Linked DNA regions of Salmo salar: region 1 is linked to region 2. A link is a contact called in public Hi-C data. All regions are on one chromosome and are shown on one strand. The core of a region is the stretch at or near the end of the contact, and the rest is flanking DNA. Distances in the headings are between cores, read along the strand shown. Region 1 holds the start of LOC106564903 (E3 ubiquitin-protein ligase SMURF2). Region 2 overlaps LOC106564903 (E3 ubiquitin-protein ligase SMURF2).

Region 1 (2,968 bases), core at 262-2,761, 37 kb before region 2:
GATCAGTGTTATTTCCTGATAGTTGCTGGTTGAAAATACAATCTACACAGGACCTTCCAATCAGCAGGTTTGCATAGGCATAGAGTTTCAGCTTTCCATGGTGACATCACCATGCAGTAAATAGATTAATACACCAATAACAAAGTTCCAAACCTCTGACAGTGAGTTTTCAGTTTCCCCTCCCCACTCAGACCACTCCCAGACAGTCCAAGCAAAAATCTTGCTTGAGAAATATATTTTTGCTGAAAAGCTAATTTTGTCAATTTGAATGGAAATCTATTACAGTAAGGTACTTAATTGTTACCCAGAAGTTATTTGATATTGATATAACAACATCTGCATCTGGCCTTTAACCAATATTTTTTTACACATTTGAAAGGGTCAATCTGAGATTTAAACTACAACAAAGTGAGCACCCAGACACTTTTTGGGGAAACAGCTGAGTGATGGGTCCTGAGAAATGTAACCATCCTGGGCAAGAGGGCTCCCTGCTGGTTTATGATCTGACCTGTCTGTCATTGTATGGGCCAAACTTTCCCTATGTTGTGCATTGAATCTGATATATTCTGTGATATGGCTTCTGGCTTGCCTCATGCACTTCTGAAAGCAGCCAGTAGATGGAGAAATAAGCCATTTTATGTCAATAAAGTGTCTGGGGGAAAAAGTGCCAATGACTATTTTGAATTTTAAATTTAACCTTTATTTAACTAGGCAATTCAGGAACACATTTTTATTTACAATGGCGGCCTACCCCGGTCAAACCCTAGCTCGGACTACGCTGGACCAATTGTGCGCCGCCCTATGGGACTCCCAATCAGCCTAGAATCGAACCAGGGTCTGTATGCAGTGAGATGCAGTGTCTTAGACCCCTGCACCACTCGGGAGCGCCAGACATGTAGACCAGTGGTTATTTTTGGTTAATGTAGGCCTACCTCCAATCAGATTATGTTCTGCCAGAAGCACCCCTTATGTGCAACCAGTCATTAGGCCTATGTTCTTATGTCTCCCTAGTACCCCCTCCTGTGGATAGTCTATGATAGGAATGAGGTATAGTATGAGGGGTAGTTTACTATACCTGATTGAGAAACACTGATGTAGACTACTACATATCAGCCCCCTTCTCTCCAGTTAGGTCTCTCCAGTAAGTGCTGCATACTTGTGCTATGTTTGGTAATGTAGTGGTTCAAGGGAAACTGACAGAAAGTGGGGTATGTCCACAGTCCTGTGCCATAAAGGTCCAGACAATGCTTTTATGAACACACAAGTGTAGATTCAGCTTACCCTCCGCTGGCTCCACAAAACCTATTCATAACCATGAGGACGGGTGAAACATAAAACTGACCTTAGATCAGTCTAGTGAGGCTGTCCTCAGTGACAGAGGCTGTGGTTGCCTACCAGTACCATATTGATGAACACAACATAAAAAAGGTTAAATATGTCCAATAATTTCCTCTCGTTTAAATTAACATTGTACATCAATTTAGTGCTTGTGTTTTAATCTTGTGAGTGATGTCACTAGAGGGGAGGGTCACTATCCAAAAATTGAGTCCAGCAAGACATCTCGGCTTGGAAATTTCAGCTACCACCACTTCAAGCAGAAATGCCACCCTCAGCGGGAGAGGAGCTCACCCTTGGCTTTTGAAGCCGCCTTGGACGTCATATAGCACCGTTTCTTTCGGGAGGAGATCCTGGTTTATTGGAAATTAGCCATTTATTTTAGTTTCTTTAGGAGTATGTGCTCGGGACGGTGGTGTATTGTACTAGAGCTGTGCTCATCCGGGCCACTGTGCCGTGACTCCATTCTTCTTCATTCACTGTGAAACTGCTATAGCCATAGGAGTTAAATAGGAATTCATTTTTGTGAAATAGCTAGACACATGTATTATACATATTTTTGATAACCCCACGTCAAGCTGGAACACAAACGGGCATGTCTAATCAAGGAGTTAGGAGAAATGGCCCAGTGAAACTGCGGTTGACAGGTAAGAATGTAAAACCCTCTCGCTGTCTCTAGCTTCACTTGCTTGTTAGCTAATGGCGCTATCAAGCTAACGTTACTAGCTAGCTACAGTAGTTGGCTAGTTTTCTGCGTGAATGTTTACACTTTGTTATTCGCAACAACGCCATATTATATTTACTAACACACTGATCAAAAGTCGTTAGCTACACATCGAATAAGCATACAGTTTTTCTAACAAGTAAATGTTTATTTTTTTCAGTTTGTAATACTAGCCAACGTTAGTTTACCTAGCTAGCCAGTTAGCTAGTTAGCTGACATAGTCGTGAATAACGTTGATTTACTGTTTGCTAGCTAACGAGCTCTCCAATTAAAAAAAGCCAACACCATTTGGGGTTATCACAATGGCTGCATTAATTAATTGTTACAACTTGCAACAGTTGTTTGCCCACCCTTCGTCACTACGTGCATGTGTTGTTCTATAATCTGAATTACAGTGCTATTAATTGATCAGTGACATTATTATTACATAGTTACACATTTTAGTCATTCAGGAGCGATTTACATGAGCAATTAGGGTTAAATGCCTTGCTCAAGGGCACATCGACATATTTTTAACAATCTGCGCTGTGATTCGAACTAGCGACTTTTCGGTTACTGGCACAAAGCTCTTAACCGTTAGACTACCTGCCGCCCGAGTGTGCAGAGACCCATAGTAGCCAGAGCTCTGCAGACTGACGCACCATTACCAAATGTAGTATTGATTTAGACCAGCAAGCCTGTTCCAAATAGTTTGCATTTGTAGCTAATATTTCCATTGTTTACTGCACTAGTGTTTCAAGATTTTCCATCAGTACTTTGATTTGTCTTGGTAATGAACTTTCAGCACCCCTACATAGCCTCAGTTTGTAGTGCATTCCCTTTGTTTTAAGACACTATTCCTTAGGGAAAGAAGCCAGCATGAGCCCGTTTTACTTTCTGTCCTATTCACAGTTTCTTACAACCCAAACA
Region 2 (3,015 bases), core at 457-2,956:
TCAGTAGATGGAGTCCCATAGGAGCTCAGTCTGCCTGAAGTATTGGCTGACGAATACAGATTAAAGATAGACCACATGATGCACATGGACGCTAGTCCCCAATGATATCCAATGAGGTAGAAGAGCGTCGGTGATGAGCTAGTAATGCCTGACGCATGCTGTTATGACCAACACAGATGAGCAACCATTAATGTAGTTTTAATAGTATTTTAATGTTACTCGGTCATTAGGCTGACTGTGAAAGGCTACCCGGTCGTTAACTGTGAAGTTTCTGTATCTTACTATCTTCACATTGGCTTTATGCCAGAGGATCTGGTGTAGTTTTATATCATGGCGAGACGGAGATGCTCGCCACAAATAAATACCTCTGATGGAACACAAAGCACAGGCACGTCCTCTTCGTAGGCTAGTTATCATAGTGTAGGATTTTGGTAAGAGAGTGAATTGGAACATTCTTTAGGCTATACAGTTGCACGTCTCCTTTTGAATGTATTGGATTACTGTGGGCTTTAAGGGACAGTTTCCTGTAAATGACGCATTTCTCTCTCTCTCTCTCTCTCTCTCACTCACACACACACACACACACACACACACACACACACACACACACACACACCTGCAGAGGGAAGTCCCTGCTTCCTCTGCCAGTATGGCATAGGGTTGAATGTGACTCAACAAGTTTGACCTGTGGGAGGTATCATTGCTTGGAGCCACACACACTCCAAACTATAGTCACACGCAGTATGTCATTTCTCTGGAGCACTGTCTGTGTGTGTGTGTGTGTGTGTGTGTGTGTGTGTGTGTGTGTGTGTGTGTGTGTGTGTGTATGCATACCAAGTTTCCGTTAGGAAAATTTGGTGCCGAACAACGTGACCGGCAAGATTTTAATTTCCCTGACATCCATATGCGTAAGCCATTAGGGCATCCACCCACGGGGCTCAAAATCACATTTTACATTATTGTAATTCATCTTAACAGAATATAAAAGAGACTAAATAAAGTAGAACAATGTTCTTGCACCAACGTGACAGGTTTTATTGAAAAGCGAAACATTACCCGTTGCGTATTCATCCCTGCTATAAATCATCAATGAATATTATTTTAAAAAGATTATAACATTTCGCGTAGGAAAAACAAGTCTCCTTCACAGTAAAACACAACTTCAAAATATCATATTTGTATAATATAATTTGCAAACGACCTGACCTATAGGCTATTTGTATGAACACTTTCATTAATAAATAGCAAAACACAGCTGTTTTCAAATACAATCTAGCCTTTCTAATTTAATTTATCCTAGGCATGAACATTTTAAGTAAGCCGTATTTAGTTAGTTATTAGGCTGTCTACGAAAACCAGGGCCGGCTGGTCATGGCAGCTTTTGTCAAATTAACTTCAGATTTGACTTTTGGTAGCAAGTTAGGAAAATTAGGTTAATGTTAGGGAAAGAGTTAGGGTTAGCTAAAATACAAAACAATTCAACTTTTGACGTTAGTTTGGCAAAAGCTGGATCTCTTCTAGTCATGACTGGGCCGGCCCGCACCACTCCCCATTCCCACTGTAATTCAGCACCACAGCAGTGGAAAGAGGACCCGCTCGGTGGCATTAAATGAGAAATCGTCAAACTGATGTTGAACAGTCAAATTCGGTATGTAAATAAACAAAATGTATTAAGGCTGGTTCATTGCGAGAAAGCTTATTGCAATGCTAATGTGAAACGAGGCCCGCGCCATGCATTTATGAAAGCACTTGTATCCACAGCTCAAATGATATCGCACTCTATACGGTTCTCCTGAATGTTATGTTTATTGTAATTTGAACTATCGTGAGGTCGTGTCACGTGTCATATACGTGGATTTATTGAGAACTCTGTTTCCTAAATGCAGTTGGCTGCCTAGTGATTGCAACATTGTAACTCTCCGATGTGAATAGTTGGCAACAATGTTTTGTTTCCAAATACTACTGAATAAGCTCAACTGAAATACTCATTACTCTAGTCTATCAATCCATTCTTTCTACTATTCTTTCTACAAGTCTTTATACTATTCATGACACGGACGGGATATGTTGATCTTGCTTAGGTCGGTAGCAGTGTGTATGTCGTCCCTTATCAGATTTCCAAAGAGTCTAATAGACTGGCATGGAAAGACATGCTTCTGAGCTGCTTGCTCAACTACATGTACACCCAATATTTCCTATGTATGTTATCTGAATGAGTCACAGTGTAAATAAAGGTCCGTTGACAATGAATGTTTTGTATGCCGTCTTATGACTCAGCTGTTGTATTTGAATGCAGTTCAATAGAAACTATCCTTTTGACACGCACATGTCCTGCATTTTGGCTCCGATTTCAGCTCTGAGTTATAAAGAGAGAGTTGTGCACTCTATATATAAACTCCCAGTAATTTATTGGGTAAATCCGATTTACCCAATAAATTACTGGGAGTTTTTAATATATAGAGTTTGCGACACTCTTTATTTTTATAGCTTTATTTGTTTTAGTCAGTTTATTTGGCGTTAGTCAGCACCTTTACATAAAATAGTTTTCTCTGGGTGTGCGCCAGCTCATGTTTTCTATCCGATTTCAGCTATAACATATCTTCATGTTAGATAATTAATATTATGTGAATTTAGGTCTGTTCATAGTCAGTCATTGTTTATATGCCATCAGCTTGTGAATACAGTTACCTAGAAACTTATTCAGGCACACATCCTCCATTTTGTCTCCAATTGCAACATATAATCTCCATTTCATATCAGCACTTTTCCCATGCTAGATAAATGAACCATACTGTGAATATAGTTCCATTGACTCCATTGTTTCTATGCCATCCACAGTTGTGAATACAATCCTCCATTTTGGCTCCTCCTCCACAGGGCTGCCTGACCCCTTTGCCAAAGTGGTGGTGGACGGCTCGGGGCAATGCCACTCCACGGACACCGTGAGGAACACGCTGGACCCCAAGTGGAACCAACATTACGACCTGTAAGTCACTAGGGAAGACTCTAAACTGG

Evidence for each region. Hi-C and Micro-C count contacts between places; a contact is called where the count stands out from the background.
Region 1: a Hi-C map of gill shows a contact between it and region 2, with 4 times the contacts expected there. The contact joins the promoter of LOC106564903 here to the enhancer-like site in region 2. A contact is called at or near these places in 3 of 3 Hi-C or Micro-C datasets (blood, gill and muscle).

Annotation. Positions count from the first base shown.
Region 1 is chrssa12:32,659,801-32,662,768 of Ssal_v3.1, reverse strand. It overlaps LOC106564903 (E3 ubiquitin-protein ligase SMURF2), which reads left to right and starts at 1,511. Exons shown (of 20, transcript XM_014131401.2): 1 at 1,511-1,982. The coding sequence starts at 1,931.
Region 2 is chrssa12:32,622,807-32,625,821 of Ssal_v3.1, reverse strand. It overlaps LOC106564903 (E3 ubiquitin-protein ligase SMURF2), which reads left to right. Exons shown (of 20, transcript XM_014131401.2): 3 at 2,839-2,986. Among protein-coding and RNA genes, the nearest start is that of LOC106564903, 37 kb to the left of the region's middle. Within about 2 kb of position 1,706, at least 3 of the 13 cell types and tissues checked have an H3K27ac peak or open chromatin away from gene starts, as enhancers often do. A contact at or near this core is called in gill, where this site is marked.